Regions from separate parts of the Mus musculus genome. Here region 2 is linked to region 1. The links are chromatin contacts, called in public Hi-C maps. All regions are on one chromosome and are shown on one strand. Each heading gives the region's core, a stretch centred on a gene start, on an enhancer-like site or on the middle of the called end of the contact. The rest is flanking DNA. Distances are from core to core; before and after follow the strand shown.

Region 1 (7,133 bases), core at 19-2,518:
TGTGATTTGTGAACTCAAGCACACGGCGAGGAAGCTGCAATAATCCTTGAGCTTATTTATTTTCAATTAGAATCTCATTCCATCCTCTTGGTAGTCATTTCCATAGTCTTTCCCCCCTTTTCCTTTTCTGTTTTAAAATGAACACCAGTTCATGAAAAGCAGAGGCACTAACTGCAGTTTTGAGCCTTAGTCAATCAGATTCTCCAAGGTACAATTTCTGGTCCTCTTACCATGGGCTTCACTCTGGGAATTCAGAAATGGAATTGGGTTACCAGTCAGTTATGTTCAGTGCCTGTGGATGCACTGTAAGAGGACAGCAGGAATAATCTTGCCACATCCTTGCATGGATTAGGGATTTGGACAAGACTGGGATGGCAAGAAAGCAATAATAATAATAATAATAATAATAATAATAATAATAATAATAATAATAATAAACAATAATAGACAGAGGCAGGCACACAAAATAACTGGGGTCGGGTAGACAGGGTTCTCTGTGAAAAAAACTGTAGTACCTTGGGAGCTCATCATGTATATTATGTACAGTTGAACAATGAAGCTTAATAAGGAGGCAGGGCTATGATTAATAGCTGGATCAAGGAGATGGGTCTAGCTAAACTCAGCATGAGTAGCTTCTGTAGGGTAGAAGTTTCTAGGCCATAGAAGGAGGGATAAGCTATGGTGGGTTTTTTTTTTTTTTTTGCACACACTATCAGCATCTACACATGGACTAGACAAAGACCATGCCATTTTCTTTTGAGCTTTACCTTAGGGTTGGGAACGGGGAGTTTGCCATTCCTCACTGGATCTGAGGCTCCTGTGCTCTTTATGTTATTATAGCCAGCAAGTTCTCACAATGAAGTGATGGCATGGCTCAGGAGAAGCTTGAAAGCTATATGTTACCATAGCCTCAAATGTAGCCAGCCAAGGCTAGGATGGCACAGCTCAGGAATATGGCTGGGCTTGGCAACTTACTGAGCTCTCTCCTAACAGCATACTCTTATTTCACTGTCTACTCTAAGGACAATACATAATAGTATGTTCTCTCAAGAGACCTTTAATATAGTACTGGCCATTACGGTGTGTTGACATGTGGCTTGCTCAGAGTGAATGGATATCAAAATGCAGTTTCCTGTCTCTGGGATTTGTCAGTCAGCCATACTCAACACTTTGCCCAAAGCAATCACAGCCATTACCTCTGTGATCAGGTTAGTGCCCTGGCTCAAATCCCTGCCATTGACCTCATTGTTGTTTTGCCCAATGCCATCTGTTTTCCACTTCCTCCTGAATTTTTTCCAGGATGAATCTTCTCGTGTCTAATGCTTTCCTCTAACCAGCACTCCCAGCTGTCTTTCAAATGTGTGTCTCTCCCTCCTCTGTGCTATCTCATTCTGCCACCTCTTTGTGTTTCCAAACTTAGCATGCTCATTTTTCAAGTGGTATGGGAAGTCTTCAGCAACAGCCCAGGCTTCTCTGCTCTTGAGGTATGAACTAATAATCTTAAATGTTACTAATGAGTAAGGTGGCTCAGCAGGTATAGATGCTTGGTCCCCAGCCAGAGGACCAGATTTCGAGCTTCCCAATTTACAAGCGCAAGAAGAGAACTAATCCATGAAAATAATGTCCCCTGAATTCCATATACACACCATAGAAAATATACCCATACCACCACATCCCATACACACACACACACACAGAGAGAGAGAGAGAGAGAGAGAGAGAGAGAGAGAGAGAGAGAGAGAGAGAGAGAGAGAGAAAGAGAGAGAGAGAGAGAGGGAGGGAGAGAGAGAGACAGAGACAGAGAGAGACAGAGACAGAGAGACAGAGACTGAGACAGAGGCAGAGAGAGAGACAGAGAAAAACAGAGACAGAGTAACACACACACACAGACACAGGGAGTCAGTTACAAATAAACTTAAAGCTTTTTGGAAAAAAAAAGAAATTAAAGTTACCATGAACTAGAGACTGCAGACCTAGCTCAGTTTGTAGTGTTTGGCTAGCATGCATAAAGCCCTAGGCTTAATCCCCATCATAGCAAAGAGCAGGCAGAAGAGTGCATTTTTGTAATCATAGCACTTGAGAAGAAAAAGCAGGAGGATCAGAAATCCAAGATTTTTGTCAGCCATATCTGTGAATTTCAGATCAGAACGGGTAATATGAAATCTTATCTAAAAAAGGAAAACAAAACAAAACAAAACAAAACACCACCACCATCGCCATGATATCCACTAGGCTATAGACATAAATGCACAGATAATAAACATAGGTAGAAGTATGTATTATATTTATGGATAAGCATGAGCACATGATGTAATTGACTATCATGAGGATGCTGCAGCAGCTCTGAGGGATTCCTCTTGCTTTTCTGCTGTAAGGAATTAAGCCCAGTCAAGACTTTGAGTGACTGAGGCTCTGGCACATTTCAGACTGAGTCCTCGCAAGAGGCTCTCACCCACATTCCTGCAGCTCTGCAGACTGCACTTTTTACCCTCAGCAACTTCAGTGAATATTTTTTGAATGGCAATGTATACAGATCAATCAATCAATCAATCAATCAATCAATCAATCAATGACATAAATACCTAGTACATAGAGATGAATGCATGCCAAGCATTCTGCTAATAGCTTTCCCTGCCTAATAATCTATCCATTCTCTGTCTACTTCAGGGAAGTATTTCAGAATCTATATGTCCATTTTCCAGGTGTGAATACCAGAATTTAAAGCTGTTAAGCACTTTACATGGAAAGTCAAAATTCAAAGTGTTCCCATGGATTAGGGTGTCAGACTGATCTCTGTGAACGTCACACAGAGGCCTAGGATCATAGAATGTTTTCTCCTAATGATCCATAGTTTTCTCTACATTTTATTCTAGTGCAATTTGAATGTTTTGAAGGCAAAATTTTCTTGTAGCTAATCTATCTTATTTGGTGTTTGAGTTTGCAAAGAATTGGACTTGCTTTGTTGAGACTTGTGTGTGTATGTGTGTGTACATGTACTTGTGTGTACATAAATGAATTTGCATATGTGCTCACATGAATATGTGCGAATGGATGTGTATGGGCACATGTGCTAGCATGTGAATCACCATGCATGTGTATGTGCATGAGTGTGCTTCCTGGCATAATTAAAAGCATAGCTGTAAGACAACTTGGGAGAGTGTCATGTACTATGATGAGGCTTCCAAATGTTTCACAAAAGGATTCTAATTCCTTCCCTCCAAGTAAGTGGCAATAGAATATGTAAGTCCACAGACATATGGAGACAATTTCAGCTTCTTGCCAAGAGAGGCTGGAAGATTAGCTCCCATCAAGCCAACTGAGTCAATAATCAATTCTTGCCTTAAGCTTCATTCTTTCTCAGTCAGGGAACATTCAAAGGATCTGGATATGGCTAGGGTATTTAGAAGATGTTTTAAGGCTGAACACATGGAGAAGAGATGGGAATGATTCTAGGAGTGAGGACAAGGTGGCAGATTTTCTAAGGTCACTGTTAGCCAAGGAAGGTTTCATTATTGTAACTTCATTACTGTCACATCTCTGTGAACAACAGCAAACACCTTGCAGAACCATCTCCCGCAGGAAGGGAAACTGGGATATAAGGACCACTGACTATTTTCTTCATTGGTGATGGATGCCTGTGAAGCTGTATCCATTACAAATCTCTGTTGTACAGTACGATGACTAAGGTGGCTTACTACTACTCATGTCTAAAGCACGGAGTGGAAATACAGATAATACAGAAATAAATGAATATCTCTACTGTAGCTGAGGCTGCAGGAATAGGAACTACCAGAAACCTTGGCTCTAGCAGATGCCCATGGCCCTTTAAGGCTGGAGCTCGGGGCAGCTGGTAGAGCTTGCCAGAGGCAGCAACAGATAATGAAAGGGATAGAGGTGAACTGAGTGTGCTCATGTGCTGTTTATTATCCAAAATCAGCTAACCTCATGAGTCACTGTTTCTTCAGTGAGAAATTTGTTTTTAATTTATTAAATTTTATTTTATTTTATTTTATTTTTTATTAGATATTTTCTTCATTGACATTTCAAATGCTATCCCCAAAGCCCTCTATACCCTCCCCCAGCCCTTCTCCCCATCCGACCCACTCCCGCCTCCTGGCCCTGGCATTCTCCCTGTTTTAAATGGGCAAAGAGAAACCTAAAGTTCATTTAGGTAACTAACTAACTAACTAACTAACTAACTAACTAATATCATGTGTTCATGAACTTTCTATGTTAGAAAAAAAGTATGTGGCCTGTCCCTATCACTTGAGGTTTCTGTCGGAAGATAATACAGAAATAAATGAATATCTCTATTTCTGTCTATGTATGATATATAGAAATAAGTGAAAACATGTAGAGTTCTTCACTGTCTCACCCAGATAGCACCCAGCTAGTGCCTGTCACCAAAGGCAATAAACATCCAATATAACATAATAAATATAATATAATAAATAAAATGAAATTCTTTCTATTCCCGAGGAAGGCTTTGAAAAAGCCACAATAGAATATTCAGTGTATCTCAAAGCTCTCCAGAAGCCCCTGTAGGGAACATCACTACAAATATACTCACTACTATCTGACGTCTCTAGCAGTTTATACCAAACAGCATCTGTTGTTCTTAAACTATCACACACACACACACACACACACACACACACACACACACACACGCATATATATATATATATGGTGAAGAGAAGTAAATATCAAACAAGTCGTTGAGGTAAGAGGAAGAACAGGTTGTGATATGAGATAGATGTTTTTATACACAGTTTCTGGCATAACTGAGAAATACACACTCAGGTGGTCAAAAGTCTGAAGTAAATATGTGTGCTGGATTGGTTAGTGCCATTTAACACACACTAGGGTTTTATGGACAAAAGAAATTCAATTGAGAAAATGCCTTTATAATATTGGGATGTAGATATGTCTGTGGGATATTTTCTTGATTGATGATTGATATGGGATGGTCCATCTCACTGTGGGAAGATAGTCCTGGGTCATATAAGAATGGCAGACCAAGCAACTCTGAAGGGGAAAAAAAACCTAAAAAACAAAAACTAAACAATTTCAACAACAACAACAACCACCACCTCAACAACAAACCCAAACAGCAATAACACTCTTTTGTGTCTGCTGCTTCAATTCCTGCCTTCAGGTCCTGCCAGAGTTCCTACCCTGGTTTATCCTCATTATCTACTTAAGCTATATAATGAGATAAATGCATAACCCCAAATAAACTTGTTCAGGGGTTTATCAGAGCAACAGAGAAACAACCTAAAACAGAAGTTGGTACCGGAGGTGGGGTAAATTTTGTTTGTTGTAGAGTTGCGGGAATATTTGGAATTTAGGGCTAGAAAATCTCTTGAGCACTCAAATTTAGTGAACTGTTCTGTAGGAACTTGGCAGTTAATGTTGAGAGAGATATAGGCAAGGGAAGGTCGCTTCTGTACTTTCAGAGAGAAACAATGGGCATTAAGGCTATCTATGTGACATTTTGAATTATGAATCTATGGTTGCTGGTCAACTAGGGCTAAGGCCAGCAACACTAAAGTGAAATTTTTATGTTACTGGGAAAATGAATCCTGGCAAACTGAGGCTGAAGAAATCTCATCTTTTATTATTAAGACATCTGTATTTTGGAGGTGAATGCATCTTCTTGAAAGTATTTCCTTAGGGCTAGCACACAAAGTCATGTGGTCCAGGGACCAAGGATGCCTCTAAAGCTGGCAGTTGAATTTGGTTCTATATAAGAGCCATAAGAGCCTCACATGCGTAACTGGTTTTGCTGATGTGAGAGTTGCAAGATTGAAGGGGGTCACAGAAAGACCCCGAGGCTTGGCTGGTACCATAAGAGGAAAAGGGAAGAGGAAAAGGGAAGAGGAAAAGGTGCAGCCTCAGCTGCCATGGAGACCCCATGGTTGAAGGGGTTGTAGAGAGAGGTTGAGGCTTGGCATCACAGGGCAGCGTTGGGACCCTTGAAGAAAGTCTAGGAAGGTGTTGGTGATTGTGCAGCCTCAGTAGTAGTGAATGTCCTAACATGTTGGAGGTGCCACTAACAAGGAATAACTAGGAAAGACAATGGCAGAAGTGGAGTAGAGATGACCTGAGTCCCTAAGAAAATCTATGTGTACTATAGATGGCAGAGTCAGAGAAGTGTGACTGACCAAGGCTTTGAAGCCCAGAAGATCAGAAGTAATTTTGAGATATTAGATTTTTTAGATTTGGATGTTGCTTTGGTCTAACTGTAACCATGGTCCTTGCTTACCAAAATGAGAAAATATATAATTTATTTTATTTTACAAAGTGACTGATTTTGGCTATATTAAAGAGATTTAACCTTTAGAGCATTTGAACTTTTTAAACACTGTGCCCTTTTAATGTTACAGTTTATATTATGATTTTTAACCAGATCTTGGGAACAAACATGAAGAGAAAGGTTATTATCTAATAGTGATATATTTTGTCTGTCATATTTATAAAGAGTTAATTGTACTAATTAGGTTTTTGACAACTGATATATGTTAGTTATTTGAGAAGACCCATGCACCAAAGCTTATCTACCAGTTGGCTGTAGATCTTATCAAGTTGACAATTGTGACTAGTAGTTGACAATTGTGACTAGTAGTCATAGCCATAGATGTGGGCTCTTGAGAATTTATGTGACAAATCAGTGCAAAGCTTTGAAAGACCTTATGGATACCTCTCAAATATTGGTTCAGTGAATGATAGACATTTTAATCCTTCAATAGTAGAATGGGTTCAGAGGGGACTCTTGGAAGAGTAGGTGCTGGCTTTTCATGGCCACAATTACTGCACAATTACTGGGACGAATTGGGATGGAAAACCAACCAGGTGCAGTGTGAACTGTATATAAACAGACTGCCCAGACCTATATTGAGAACCAATACACATTTGTATGTGTGTGTGATTAATACATACAAATGTATTCTATGTATACATACAAGTAAATGTATAACTATGTATGTATCGATATTTACACATATAAAAATATATGTCTGAACTTTTCTCTTAATGCATTTAAGAATAATTTATAATTTATTCACTTATTTTCAAGGCCTGCAATGAAAATTGATTACAACTTCTCTAATATAGCAGTAATATATCCTCAT
Region 2 (6,822 bases), core at 1,830-4,329, 180 kb after region 1:
TCTGCATAAGATTAGCTGTCAGTGCCTTAGTGAGCCCGTGCCCCTAGGCTATGACCTTCAAACTTATTTATCAGCAAAACCCATATAGGTGAGAGACAGAAGTGAAAAAAAGATTAGAAATGGGGGTGTCACTTTCCTTGTTTCAAGTGTAAGAGAATGTGTCACTAACGGGAACACTAACATCAAGATATGGATATGGCCGTACCATATAAGACTCAGAAAAGCACAGCACTCTCCTAAACTTAAGGCACCTACAAATGGTTTTTCTCTTGGGATGGTGTGTGTGTTGTCTCTAGAAATTTCCCAACTATAATTGAGGTTTTGCTAGGCGAGATGATCACAGCACTTGAGGGAGCAGGGCAGGAAAAATGGAAACGTGAAGGCATTCGTGACTATGTGGCTACCCTGTCGCAGGCAAACAGCTGTTCATAATTCCAACCCAGCTTAATCAGCAGTCAAATCAGCCCTTGTAAAGTTGGGATTCTTCGTGTATTCTGAGTTCCCCATATCATATCAGGCATCCATGGGCCATGAAGAGTTACTGTTCTACTTGTTCAGCTTTCTTCTTGGAAGAAGTGCTGTCAATCGAGAGTCTTATGTTTCATGCCCGTAACGAGAAATCTTTCATTAGGTTTTTAAAACTGGAATGGGCACAACAATGCATAGTCATTTTGCATTTGTAACCTAACTCTGCAACCTCCCCTTACCTCATCAATATAAGCCACCTAGTCTTTGCCTCATGAGGTAGCTATCCTTCAGGAGGATAACCAGTATTGATTTTTGGTTTGCTTCTGAATTACAAATAGTTCTTATGCATTCTGGGGATTAAACTAGCCATATACATTATTCACAGGTGTGGTCTCCATTCCATGGGTTGTCATTTTAGTCTGATTGTTTCTTTTGAAATGCCTAAAAGTTTATATTTTCTTTATTCTTGATACTTTCATGCATGTGTACCATGAAGCATGATCATAACCACCCCCTTTTGCCTTTAAGCTTCCTCTTGTCCCTCTAAGCACATCTTTGTCTCATTGTTGCAACTCAGCCAAGTTCCATCACTGCTGCTCATACATTCATGAGTATGTATAAGCCCATCCTTCGAAATATGGGAATACTATCAGTGGCCACACCCTTAAAAAGAATAGTTCTTCCTCTCTCAGCAACTATTAATGGCATATATGTTCATGAAAGTGGGTGAGACCTGGAGATTGTCTATCTCATCTATGCTGAAATATGATCTAGGCTGATTGTATGCAGGTTACCCAAGTGCTTTTGAATTCCTGGGCATGGTTAGTCTAATACAATCTTTCTCATTTTGTTTTATTAGTTGAGATTTTGCTGCTGCAATCACAAAAAACACTGCATAAACTAAGGCATGGCATGTTCCCTTATGTTTACTTCCAGTTTTACAATTTCAAAAGATTTAAATACATAGTTCTCTGTGCATGTACAAACAGTTATTAGGTAAGCTCCTCAAGAATGTTGTATCCAAACTATTAATCAGTAGGACATACAGAAAAGGAAAATAGTATGGAGGTTTTTCAAAACTTGAAAAAATAGAACTATTTTATGACTAAGTAATAGCACTTCTCTATATTTTAAAAATAATTGAAAATAATATATCAACTATATATTACAATAATCATTGCAGCCTTAACAGCTGCTGATATATGGTAATCAATGTGAGGTGAGTGCCCATCAAGAGATGAAGAGACAAAGAAAATGCATTCATATATGTATAATAAAATACAACTTCTCTTTTAAAAAATAAAAACATTGATCTCTACAGTAAGAAGGGTAAGCATTCGAGATCTTCAAAATGAACTAAATGGGGCAAAATGCTGAATGAATGTATGTATAGTACGTGTATATATAATAGATTCTCATATGTATAATGAAAAGTATTCACATTCAGAAATATGATAGTTAGCAGGATCAGGGTTGGCATCATGGAGCTGAGTTGTTGTTTGGTATGTTTCTCCACACAACAGTTAGCTTATAGATAGCAAGTATTGTGCACTTTAAGATGTGTCCGGAGAATAATTCTTTTGTTCTGTTCAAAACAACACAAGTTTTGTTTTTTTTTTTTAAAAAACATAAGCTTGGAACAAGCAACATGGGTCAGCACAGAAAAGCTCTTGCCTTCAAGACATTACCTGGGATACATATGGTTTAAAGAGAAAATCAAAGTGACTCCCAAAAGTTGCCCTCTGACGTTCCTGGGTGCACAGTGGCATGTGCACTCTTTTTTCCCCCTTACAACAATTGAATAGATGAACAAATATAAAAAACAGTTTTAAAAACACATACACTTAAATGCTGAATGGAAGTGGATAAAACTGATTCGCTGCCTGCTTGTAAATAAAGACTCATATAAACAGACACAATAATCAAAAGAATTCCTATTATAAGAATTACTGATATCTAGCCAATTCTCAATAAATGCTAGTCCCCTCATCTCAGTGTTTCCACACTTAATTCTAACCTCTGGCAAACTGGATTTAGGCTGAAATTTATACTAGAATTACAAGTGACTTCATTACTTCATAACATGTTTTGCCAGTTTGGAAAAAGAAAAGGCAAGAACTGAATTTAGAATGATTTCTAAGGTCATACAGAGATCTGAAATTATCTCCTGTCTCTTATTTCAATAAGGGCAGCAGTCTCAAATACAGAAAGACTGGTCTAGGCTGCTTAACTAGCCTGGCACTGGTGATCTATCAAAACTTATTTTGAGATGCAAATAATGAGTTTTTTTAAAGCAGGATTTTAGTCAACCTGTTTATTAAATTATTTTACCCTCTGTATTATTTGGACCCAGAGAATAACAGGAATGGTGTCAAGATTTTTTTGTTTAGCTTGCATTCACAACATGTATCTGGTGAGGAAGGGGTTGCCCACTGACATGCACAGAAGGTGAATGATGTCCACACAATCAGGATGATGCTTGTATATCTCCTGAAGCTCTGAGAGACTTTGAAATCACCTCCCTGACCCAAAAGGAGACTGGCACCAACAAGCATCAAACTGTTATGGATAAAGGAGCCAACTTAGAAACCTGACAGGTAATGAGATACTCACATCCGCCAAGGTGAACAGATGGCCATCTTCAGAGGACACAGAACAATTGTCACTAAAAACAGAGTCTGAGACTGTGTGAAAAGAAGGCTGCTTTCCAAACTCAGACCCTGGGAAAACAGGACAGGCTATATCTGAGATGAGAGGAAGGGAGTGGAAATTTGAGAAGGAGCTGTTGTTTGCAGAAATGGATAGCTGGGGAGATGACTTTCTCTTTGGTCTAAGATTTCTAAGAAGTAGTGCCATTGTGTATTCATTGCTGAAATAAAAGGCGCTGTCACACCTGGCAGAGATACAGGGTTGAGAGATTTAAAGCAAGAACATCAGAATAAGCTGTGTTTGTTTTGTTCCTAATGTGAAGTGTTTCAATTCTTTCCGGGAATTGGCAGGGGTGTGTGTGTGTGTGTGTGTGTGTGTGTGTGTGTGTGTGTGTGTGTGTGTGTGTATGACTAAAACTGTAATTAAATTTACATTGTACATTAATCCTTCTACCTTGAATTGGGTTTTATAATGGCAGAGTGTTTATGTATAATCTGTGAAGTTTTAAGGAACTCGGTGTTGGACAGATAACCCACCTGACCTTAACTAAAGCATTGCCGAAAGCACTGAAATTTCCATTTGGTAAGATTCTAGACTCAAGAGCACATAAATTGTGACATCTTCATTGTTCATGACAGACTCACATGTCTCCTCTGGCAGAAAGCAAATAGGCTATGACTTAAGCAAAAGTTATTATTATTGGTTTAATCCTAAAGCTTTCAAAGGGATGATAAGATGTGGCCCATTCTGATAGGTTACTTTGTTCATGTATATATATATGTATGTGTAAGCATGTGTGTGCACATATGTGTGTTCTCTATGTAGAACCCAGAGAAGGCTGCTACAAGCCCAGCTCTGTCACTTTCTCATTTCCTACTTCATTTCCTGGAGATGCTGTCTCTCACTGAAGATGGAGTTTCCCCAATTTCTTTTATTTCTGCCTCTCAACACTAGAGTTACAGTCATATACATGTATCCAGCTTTCACATGTATACAGAAGAAAGAATCTTTGGTCCTCATGCTTTCAAAGCAACTACTCGTACTCACTGAACTATTTCCCCAAACAAGTTATAATAATTTTGGATCTTTACTAGTATTAGTTTGGTTGATCAATATAACTGTATTTCATTGTCGGATGCCATGTGTTGTTTTGATGTGTATACAGTGTTTCATGGGTAAATCTAGCAGATCCATCATTTTGCTTACTCACAATCAATATCACCTCAATGTATTCATGGACAACTGCTGTAGTGTAGGAATCTATATGTTAGACTGTCCCTGTGAAAGGTCTACCACTAAATAAGCATTTTGCTAATAGAGTGATCTTTCCTCCCCATTTCTCCTGGGGATAATGAAAACAGTCATTAGCTAATATGGAAGAATCAACTGTGGATGGCACGCCCTAATCCTGCTTTCTTCTGAGGAATCAACCATGCACTGGGACCCAGTTTTCCTTTTGCTCTGTTTGATGAAATTCTTACCTGACTAACCTGGTTCCCTCTTCCTGGATGGACAATTAGTTAACTAGACCAGAGGTAACATCTGCTTACCTTTACAGGTTTATTCTTCGACTGAGTCCAGGATTTCTGATTCTTGGATAAAAAGTTCTGACAAAAGCTGGGTCTCTTTGCTTTTTGATTCTTGAACATTTATATATTATATATAAAATTAAATTTTGTGTATGGGTGTTTTGTCTGCTTGTATGTGTGTTCCCATGTGCAAGGAGTGCCTGAGGAGGTCAAAAGAGGACAACCTGAAACTGAAATTACAGATGTTGGGCATTGCCATGTGTCATGTGGGTGTTGAGAATCAAACTTGAGTCCCTGGAAGAACAAGTCAGTGTTTTTGACCACTAAGCTAGTTCATTAGCCCTGACATGTCTCATTTTAAATTTTTGTTCCACATATGAAAGAAAATGTGTAGTTGTCCTTATCAGTCAAATTTATATCACTGATTATTTTTGATTGCATCCATTTTCCTGCTAATGCCATGAGTTCTTTTTCTAATAGTTGAGTAAAATTTCATAAGTATGTGTCATACTTTATCTCAAAACAGTTTTATTGAATTTCTCTGATGGCTAAAGAAGTTGAAAATCCTTTTATATGTTTATTGGCCATTAGTGTTTCTTCTTGTCAGAAATGTGTGCTCAGTTCATTAGTTCATTTATTGATTAGATGAGTTTGGCTGATGTTTCCTTTTTGCAGCTCTTCATATATCTTGGATATTAATCCTCTGACTGATGTGTGAATGGGCAAAGACTCTTTTGCTTATTCTATATAGCTTTCTGTTTCTTGGTGATTGTTTCCTTTGCTGTTCTGAAGCATCATAGTCTTATGTAATCTCATTTGTTTCCTGTGTTATTGAAGGTCTTGACTATAGTTGATTCTTGCAGTAGGTTTTTGCTGTTGTTGTTTGTTTTGCTCTTGTTTGTTCTGGAGATTGATTTCTGTGTTTTGTGCACCCTTGGCAAGCATGATACCACTTTACTACACATCCAGTACCTTGACGTGTTTTCCTTTGTTTTCAAATGTTCATATCTTACAGTAATGCTTTTGATCAATTTTGTTTTTTTAAGACAGTTTCTGTGGGTTTTGCATGTTATAAACTTTATCTTATTGAAGTATAATCTGATAAAAATACAGTAAACTCTTTGCATTCCTTGTATTTGGTAGGAGTGAGTTGATTTATGGCCTACAATCTCTTTTAGAGAAGGTTCTTTGGACTGCTGAGAGGAATCTGTATTGCTTTTCCTTTGATTGGAACAGAATGCATCTTTGTGTATATGCATCATGCCATTTTATCTGCGGGACAGTTTAGCTTTGAGGTCTTTCCATTAATATTTTGGTTGGATGATCTATCTAGTGATGAGATTGGTTTGTCAGTGCCAGCCATTATTATTGCAATAGGGCTCACCTCATCTTTTATGTTCATTAGTGTTTTATGAAGTGTGGAAGCCCGGCATTTGGTATATATATGGCTGTTATATGATATGTATAAGTGTTCCTTCTAGATGTAAAGAGCTTTTTAATTTTCCTGAGTGATTGTGGCTTGAAGTCTTTATTATGAGATGTCGGAACAGCTGTGTTCACTTTATAGGCTGATTCCTATCCTTTGAATTTCTAGAGCCACTAGGTTTTCTCCTATTCGTCTTTGTAATCCCATGGTCAAGAATAGCAGACTGTGTAAAATTATAGCAAATCAAAGCAAACAAACAAACAAACAAACAAAACCAAAAAACAAACAAACAAAGAAAACTAAAAAAATGATTGGACCCTTGAGATTCAGCCTCTCATCCCTGTTGCCATACTAATACACAACTTTATTTCCAGACGCTTGCTTCTGTATATTCACAGTCCTAATCTTTTTTCTTTTCTCCTTTTCAATTTATTGGCATAGATAATTTTACTGGGGGTTGTATTTATTTACTTATTTTTTTTTACCAAATTATTTGGACTCTTCTGAAAATAAAAGTTGAGTCTGTAACTAAATTTGAAAGTGTAATTAACATAAGACAAAGATAGGCAATTGTCTACCAGAGGGAGGCACACTTACCAGTAGGAATTTTTGTTTGTTAAATTTGGAAAGAAAATGAAAATGTTTTTATCAAAAGAGTGTAGCAAAATATAGTACATTTGTTGCCATTTGTAATTGAAATATGTGTGCAAGTGCATTCTGAGAGGGCTGATGGACAGAATGGGCAAAATT

The links. Hi-C and Micro-C count contacts between places; a contact is called where the count stands out from the background.
Region 2: a contact with region 1 is called in a Hi-C map of cerebellum, with 2.6 times the contacts expected there. The contact joins two enhancer-like sites. A contact is called at or near these places in 3 of 484 Hi-C or Micro-C datasets (brain and cerebellum).

Annotation. Positions count from the first base shown.
Region 1 is chr5:39,272,638-39,279,770 of GRCm38.p6, forward strand. The region is part of intron 1 of Gm40293 (a long non-coding RNA gene); the gene reads right to left. Among named protein-coding and RNA genes, the nearest start is that of Gm40293, 31 kb to the right of the region's middle. Within about 2 kb of position 1,269, at least 2 of the 459 cell types and tissues checked have an H3K27ac peak or open chromatin away from gene starts, as enhancers often do. A contact at or near this core is called in cerebellum, where this site is marked.
Region 2 is chr5:39,455,147-39,461,968 of GRCm38.p6, forward strand. It overlaps 4930513D17Rik (RIKEN cDNA 4930513D17 gene), which reads right to left. Exons shown (of 6, transcript NR_045416.1): 6 at 6,603-6,822. Among named protein-coding and RNA genes, the nearest start is that of Gm25377, 63 kb to the right of the region's middle. Within about 2 kb of position 3,080, at least 3 of the 459 cell types and tissues checked have an H3K27ac peak or open chromatin away from gene starts, as enhancers often do. A contact at or near this core is called in cerebellum, where this site is marked.